Regions from separate parts of the Mus musculus genome. Here region 1 is linked to region 2. The links are chromatin contacts, called in public promoter capture Hi-C maps. All regions are on one chromosome and are shown on one strand. The core of a region is the stretch at or near the end of the contact, and the rest is flanking DNA. Distances in the headings are between cores, read along the strand shown. Region 1 overlaps Gm31508 (predicted gene, 31508). Region 2 has its middle 5.4 kb from the start of Mir6937.

Region 1 (4,035 bases), core at 381-2,880, 340 kb after region 2:
ACATTGCAAGAGAGATGGTGACACCAGTCACCTTCCTTGCTCACACGAGTGTTCACTCCCAGTGAATGTGTGCCTTCCTAATGCACCCATTCATGCTGAGGATGCCACAAGCAGGCACAGGGGAGACCTCAGAATGAGCCACTCATGCTAATTATAGGCTCCACTGATGGATTCATTTAACTTTGACCTGGGAAGAGAAGTCCTAGATGCCCCAACATGAGAGGCAGCAGGAGTGAGGCTGCCTCGTGGCTGTCGCTTCCTTCTTTCTTTCTTTCTTGGAGCTTTTTTGGTTGTGCAAACACAATCTTGTCAGGATTATTTTCAGGTTATTTGTCTAGAGTCCAACGGAAAGCGACATTGTTTGTTTTGTGGATTTACATGCCTTTTTTTTATGACCTAATCTCTTGTTAAAATGGATAAAATAGGTTGTATGAAATCAGAAAGGAAATATTGGTTTTAGCTCCTTTTTAATCCAGGTAGATTAAGCAGAGCATTGTTCAAAAGGGACTGTACTGTGATTTGAAAGAAAAACAATGAAAACAAATGAGACCCTAGGCCTTGTAAGAACAATACCAGAATGGAGCATGGAGGCTAGTCATGCCTGACTGCAGCCTTCAGCAAGAGAAGAGATGTACTGGATTCTGCTGCAGAGGACCTGGCTGAGGGACAGTCAGATGTCACAAAGGCCTCTGCATTTGCAGACAGAAGATTTGGGTCTCAAGTGACGATCTGCCAGTCAGGAGTCAGGCAACCTTGGGCAAGTGAATTAACCTCGTCGTGTCTTGGTTCCTTAGTCAAGGTTGGAGGTACAGTCACATTAAAAGCTCTGTTTTTTTTTTTTTAAGTTCCCCTTTTTACCCTCTAGCTATTTGCTAGTGTAATTTTTCTTTGTTCTTGAGAATTTCATACCTGTGCACAATGAGATACGCTCACATTCACCTCCCTCATTTACACCCCCAACTTCAGAGGAAAAAAACGCAGCGTCTCCTAGGAAGGAACCCAGATCACCTCATGGGTTCTGGTAAGGCAGAATAAAAACATCAGGGCTGGGGACCAGAGAGAGATTAGTCATAAAGACCTTGTCTCACAGCCATGAGGACCTGAGTTCAGATTTCCAGTACTCATGTTTTACAAACGCAAAACTGGGCATGGAAGTGCATACCTGTAACCTTAGCAACAGCGAGGGAGGCAGAGACAGGTAAGGCCCTGAAAGCTCTTAGACTGGCAAAGTTCTGAACTAACAGGCGGCACAGACTCAAACAGAAGATAGGGGAACCTGAGAACTGATGTACACACACTGGACACTAGAACTGACCTCCATGTGTGCATTGTGTACAACTCGACCCACCACCCACACCCCCACATCCATACTCACACATCCATACACCCTACATTCACCCCCCCACCCCTCCCACATCCACACCTACAGTCCCGTACATCATTGTTCTATCTGAACCTTCTAGCACAGGTCTGTGATCCTGACTCCTCTGTAGGCTGAAGAAGAGGATTCCATGTTCAAGGCCATTCCAGGCAGCAATGAATGCCAGGCCAGCTGGGGTACCACACAGCACCAAGAGAACCAGGATAGATTGCAGTGTTGGGATGTGGCCCAGTGCATCCCACACCATCCTGAGCACCATGAACTCAGTGTTTTATACTTTTCCTTCACATTCTGTCTCTAGGGCTTTTACCACACAACCTGTCAGTTTCATCACCATACCATAATTTAGGAGATGGTAGGAAAGTACAAAGAACTTAATAATTCATTGTTTTTCAGCCAGGAGATCTAAAATCCAGAGAGGCTAAGATTTCTCTGTGGGTACACAGCACGAGAATGATGTAGCCTGACTCCCGTCATTTTTTTCTGTGGGTTCTTTAAATGTCTGCTGGACAAAGTGTCTTGATTGCAAGAGGCACAAATCAACACTGTATGAATTAAGCGGAGAGGAAACTCATTAGCATGACGTGGGGGAGCCACAAAGCAACAGGAGATGAGTGGAAGCAGCAGATGCTGTGGGGCATATGAGGCCACACAGCTGGACCTGTCCGCCAGGGATGCTGACGCTTGCTGCCCCAACACATGCCAGCATTTCTCTCCACGGTTTCAGAGAGTCACAAAGGAAGATCCAGTCCATGTGGCCAGGTCAAAGCTTGGAGCTTGGCTTCCAGGGGTAGGGCACATGGCCCTCCCCCACCAGCTCTAGAGGATGCAGTTTTTGTGTTTGGTCTTCTTCCCTTTTATATAGCTTTAGATAATTCTGCAATTACACACACACACACACAAACACACACACACACACACACACACACACACACACACACACACACACACACACACTATATTCAAGTATATATCTGATGTCCTTAACTGGGCATTGGTATGTTAACTGTGGAAATATACCCAAAGAGAGAGGTAGGCAACCTGTCATGGAATAACAAAAGTACAAGAAGGCCATGTGTCAACCCCTAGGGTCACACTTTGCACATGCAGGAGCTGGCTCAATCACCTCTACACACCTGCTTCCACCCTGTCCTTCTCGGCAGGTGTCAACCCTTAGCACAAGATCAGAGAGGGAGTGTGTGAGGCAGCCAGATGTGAATGCATGTTTTTTCTTCTCTCATTGACATTTGCCATGTTTTTTTGTTTTTTGGTTTTTTTAAAAATATTTTTGCCAATGTGCTTTGTTAAATTGTTATAGTTGTATAGCACTTCTGCTTGGGTTGGTCTTGTGCTTGTCTCTTGGGGTCAGTGGGATGATATGAATGGCCCTGGACTGCTGATCTGATGGTGTCAGGGATAGTTGTGTGGTGGGTGTGTGTGTGTGTGTGTGTGTGTGTGTGTGTGTGTATGCTATGGTAAAAGGTCCATATCATGCTGAGCTCAGTTTTTCTATACTCCCATGTTGGGATGGTAATGCCACATAGTTAGGAATATGTAAAGTCAGGATATACTTATAGTTGGGGCCAGCACACACCAGAAGATTCAAACTGATCATGAGGTGACATAATTTATGTCAAAATGTGTATGACTGTTACATATTAGTCAAAATTAAAAGTGTATAAGGAAATGGATTTAACCCTGATTGAATGCATGTGTTGGGTTATCATACTTGCTCCCATCAATATGAATAATAAAAATACCAAGGAAAGGGCAGGTGTGTGCTTTTGATATGTATCAATAATAGTTACATGCCCACATTAGGTACCTGGCTCCAGCTTCATGCCCATAGCACACTGAGATTCTGGGTTAGGTCTTGTTTAGTGTGATTTGGAGACGTGCTGGCCTCTTCTCATCCCTCTTCTCTGAAGCTATGATGGGAAATAAAACCACTATACAAAAGAGAGAAGTAAAGCATTCAAAAACGAGCTTTGAACTCTGAGCTAACAGTGGCTACGATGAGACACACCAGTAATTATCAGTAATGATGGCATTGGCTTAGAAATCTCCTGTGTGGTAGTTCTCAGCCATCAGAGGACATCTGAGCAGAGCAGCTGGTCCTCATGAGCCTGTAAGGCTGTGTCAAACAAACCCTGGAAAAGCAGTCTGAAAGCCTCTCATGAAGAAGGCAGTGAGCATGGCTGAGGACTGCAAGGGTGCCCTGGGAGGGATCACCCCAAAGCACAGATCTGCCCTCCACTTCTATCACACACGTCCGAGCCAGCTGAGTGTCCCTTTGCCTGTCTCATCTCTTCAAATTTGTACATTTTCAAATTCCAGATTTGGGATGTTTTTCCTTTCCACTGAACAAGCCAGCTTTGGATGTGATGGAAGAGAGTCTCTCTCTCTCTCTCTCTCTCTCTCTCTCTCTCTCTCTCTCTCTCTCTCTCTCTCTCTCTCTCTCTCTCTCTCTCTCTCCATGCCACCTGCACTCTGCAGGGGACAGTCATGCTTCCACAAAGCACCCAGAAGACCTTGGGAAGGCCTGCTCATGTTCAAAACATCCAGGAACCTCCAGGAGATGCTGGAAGACCCGAGGATCTGAACACCTCTCTCCCACAGTGCTAATGATATGTGGTGGGCTCCCAGGATGCTGC
Region 2 (4,147 bases), core at 1,002-3,501:
TCAATGTAAATGACCGTGATCTCCGTGACAGTTTAGGGACACAGGAGGGGCAGCTTGACCCATGGGAGGTGACTGACGTCGCCTCAGCCTTAGAACTCAAACGTGTACAGGTAGCACATCCTGAGTCTCTCCCTCTGAATTACTGTCAGTAAGGGCCAATCCTTACTAGCTTTTGTCAACCTAGCATTTTGTTTGTTTGTTTGTTTGTTTTTTGTTTTTTTTTCCGAGACAGGGTTTCTTTGTATAGCCCTGGCTGTCCTGGAACTCACTTTGTAGACCAGGCTGGCTTCGAATTCAGAAATCTGCCTGCCTCTGCCTCCCGAGTGCTGGGATTAAAGGCATGCGCCACCACCGCCTGGCTGTCAACCTAGTATTTATGGTTGATTGTTTTTTAAGACTCTCTTACTCTGTAGCAGTGGCTGGCCTGGAACTTGATATGTAGATCAGGCTGGTATTGAACTCAGATAGTCCCCTGCCTTTGCCTCCTGAGTGTAAACCAGGCTGGCCTTGAATTCAGAGATCCTCCTGCTTCTTCTCCTGAGGGCTGAGATATGTGACACCGTGCCTGTTTAACTTTTTTTAGAAAGTTCATTTTGTGTTTGGGTGCTTTGCCTACATGTATGTATGTGCACTATGTGTATGTGTCCCCACCAGAAGTCAGAAGTGGGTGTCAGATACCCTGGACTGGAATTATGTTACAGATGATTGTCAGCTGTCATATGGAAGTTGGGATTTGAACTTAACACTGAGGTCAGACAGAGCCAAGCCCTTAAGTGTCCTCTGCAAGAGCAGCAAGAGCCGTCCCTCCAGCCACATTTTATTGTTTGTATCTCCGGTTGGTCTCAAAGTCACCAGTAAATTGAGGATGACTTTGAGAAGGTAGAATGGTCGTCAAGTCCTAATCTATATTGTCCTTCCTGAGTGCTGGTGTTGCAGGTATCAGCCGCTAGACGTGGTTTGTACAGCGTTGGGGATGGAACCCAGTCCTGGGCAAGCTCTGCACCAACCAAGCTTCAGCACTAGCCCCTGTTCCAGTTTTCTATCTCCAGGCGGGCTGGGCTTGGCTTCCTCCTGCCGTTGCCTCCTGAGTTGTATTTACAGATGTTTACCACCGCTTGCTTTGTTTTTATTCTTTTCGGCTCCTGTTCTAACTGTCCACTGTGAATGGCCTTGTTCCCGTTGAAGGCTGACTGTGCTGTCCAGCGTGTACTACATGCTGACAGGTCTTGGGTGTGAGCCATGACCTCACAGATTGAGGAAAGACCGAGGAAGTTGTCTTAGGGTTTCCATTGCTATGAAGAGACACCGTGACCAAGGCAAGTCTTAGAAAATATTTAATTGGGACTGACTTACAGTTTCAGAGGTTCATTGTCATCACGGTGAGAAGCATAGCAGCATCCAGGCAGATGTGGGGCTAGAGGAGGCAACGTTCTACATCTTGATCCAAAGGCAGCCAAGAGCAGACTGCTCTTCCACACTGGGCGAAGCTTGAGCATAAGACCCTGAAGCCCACCCTCCTATAGTGACACACTTCCTCCAACAAGGCCACACCTCCCTAATAGTGTCAGTGCCATTCCCTGTGGGCCAAGCAAACACATGAGTCTATGGGGGCCAAACCTATTCAAACTACCAATGACGGTAACAGAACTCTGTCAATATACCTAAGTGAGGTCACAGTTTCTTAGCTTCCCCAGAATATTCGTCCTTTTTGTTTTTCTGAGACTGTGTGTGTGTGTGTATGTGTCCCATGGTACACAAGTGGAAGGCAGAGGACAACTTGAGGGAGTTGATTCCTGCTTACCGTGAGTCTGAGTGATTGAAGTTAGGTCATTAGGTTTGATGGGAGCCCCTGTTATCTTTTTGCTGTTGGGTCTCAATACATAGCTCTGGCTGGCCTAGAATGTAGGCCAGGCTAGCTTCAAGTGCAAAGGATCTCTTGCCTCTGCCTTCTGAATACTAGGATTATAGGCAAGAGCCTCCACACTGGACTCTAGAGTAAGTTTTTAAAAGTAAGTCTGGGAGTCCTGGGCTTGTGTGACTCCTCTGCCTCTTGTCTCTTGAGTAGCTGGAATGCAGGCAGTCTACCACTCTGGCTCTGGGATAGTAAACAAGGCAGTTGGGTAGGCCATCAGAACCAATGAGGATGTGTAGGCTTGGGAGGAGCCTCTGGCCCAATTTGTACAGACTACATCCAAGTCTGGAGGAGGAAAGCCATTTATAATGGTGGGTGTGTGTTCCCAGATTATACAGTGAGGCTCACAGCTTCAGACACATGCTTTTCTCTTGCTCTCTCGGGTTTGGTGCTGGGGTAGAACCCATTAGGCTCCTTACTTCCTTAATAGAGCTTTGGCATCTGAAGTGGAGCCTTTTGCTTATTTTGGGCTGGAGGAGCTACAAAGATCCAAGACTCTGCAGGGTGTCCTGGGGCCTCGGGTGGGTTGGTGCTGGGCTGATCACACAATGTGATAAAAGTGTAAGTCTCACGTGGTGGACGTGGAAAGTAGGGGGTTTCATGACAGGAATTTTCCTTAATTTGCCACTGTGAGGATTTTGAGCATTTTCCAGAGGTAGAATTGTGAATAAATAGGTGAAGAATGTGGGGGGGGGGCACAGGAGTAGGTGGGCATATAAAGGGGTAGGTGGGTGGGTGGATGTGGGAGTGGCTGGATGGTGGTGGGTGGATAGATGGATATACTGGATTGATGAGTGGGAGGGTAGGAAGATGGGTTGTATTGATGAGTGGGTGGGTGGATGGAGTTGAATAGGAAGATGGGTGAGTTGATGAGTGGGCGGGTGGAGGGTGATGAATTTGATTCCTGTTCAGATGTGTGAGCTGGAACAATCATTTTTCTGAAAACTGTTTTCCTTTGGAAAGTACACTATGTAAAAGTTTTCAAAAACCTCAAATAATTTTATGGCTTATACAATACACATACACACACCCCAGCATCCTGAAGATGGTCATACAGTACTGATGTAATCCTAATGCTTTTGGCTGTGGCTGCTCAGGAGCTCTGAAATCTTTCAGTGAGGCGCAGGATTGGGTATTTATTTTAGAATGTGATTCCCTAAACTCCCCAAGCAACAAGAAATAAAACATTAACGCTATGGGATTTGTTTAGTCTCTCCCCTCTGAGGAGAGCCTGAGCTATTGGTATCTCAGCTCAGAGCTCTTTTTGAGGTAGGTTTCCCGTTCTGACTGTAGCTGTGGGTAGGTGGTGTGACACTGTGGCCTTGCTGCTTTGATGGTAAGCAGAGTGTGAGCTGGAGGCTCTTGATCACTGACACGTGGATGACACTGGATGCCCTGAAATCTTTATGGGTCAGTGAGGTCAAGGGCAGTCTGCACAGCTGTCCGCTAGAGGTCTAGGTCTGTGCCATCCCTGAAGGGAAACCCATCTGTAGGTACCAGCTTACCTGTAGCAATACAACCCTGTTGTTGGTCACAGCCAATAAATCCAGCTCTTCCCATCAGCCATTAAGTCTGGGATATGCTCTATGCCAAGAGTCTCATGTATGGAGGATCTCTAGTTAGTGGTATTGCTGAGTGATTTAATCACATGGGCTCTAGCTACACTAGGGAATTAATGATCATTGATAGTTTCCAGCATGGAGACTGAACCCATAGCCTTGAACATTCTAGGAATGTAACCTGCCTCTGAGCTATATGCCCAACTTACTGCTGTCCCTTGTCATTATGCTTCAATGGGTTAAATGTGCTTGTCTGTGTCAGCTGTTACAGAAAGCTCTCCTGTCCAAAGTCCACACACCTGTCTGGCAGACAGATCGATGCAATCAGCGATTGGCCTTGCTGTCTATACATCTTTCAGCCTGGCCAGTCGTTCATTAATCCTGATGGCTCTCAGGCGCCCTGGCATAATTGATTATTGCTTCTCCAGGAGAACAAAGGAGGCTTGTCATCCAAGAGCACAGGGGTGCCCGCAGGGCCAGGGCCAGAGATGCTTTCAGGGGCTTGTCTTCCACCCCGTCCCTCCCCCAGAGCAGGACTTTAGACCACACAGGGACATCATCTAGGACAGTGATACTAGTGGCTGTGTTGGCTTCTCCACTCCATGCTTACTGTGACCTTGCTGAGGAGAGGCATTGCAGATTCATTCATGCCTGAGATGGACACTCACGAGCTTCC

The links. Promoter capture Hi-C pulls out the DNA fragments that hold promoters and counts their contacts.
Region 1: a promoter capture Hi-C map of hippocampal neurons shows a contact between it and region 2, with 2.1 times the contacts expected there. The contact joins two enhancer-like sites. A contact is called at or near these places in 3 of 39 promoter capture datasets (cranial neural crest, embryonic stem cells and hippocampal neurons) and 1 of 484 Hi-C or Micro-C datasets (reprogramming fibroblasts).

What each region holds. Positions count from the first base shown.
Region 1 is chr12:29,027,646-29,031,680 of GRCm38.p6, forward strand. All of the region lies in intron 1 of Gm31508 (predicted gene, 31508), which reads left to right. Among named protein-coding and RNA genes, the nearest start is that of Gm31333, 110 kb to the right of the region's middle. Within about 2 kb of position 1,631, at least 13 of the 459 cell types and tissues checked have an H3K27ac peak or open chromatin away from gene starts, as enhancers often do. A contact at or near this core is called in hippocampal neurons, where this site is marked.
Region 2 is chr12:28,682,655-28,686,801 of GRCm38.p6, forward strand. No RefSeq gene overlaps it. Among named protein-coding and RNA genes, the nearest start is that of Mir6937, 5.4 kb to the left of the region's middle. Within about 2 kb of position 2,252, at least 10 of the 459 cell types and tissues checked have an H3K27ac peak or open chromatin away from gene starts, as enhancers often do. A contact at or near this core is called in hippocampal neurons, where this site is marked.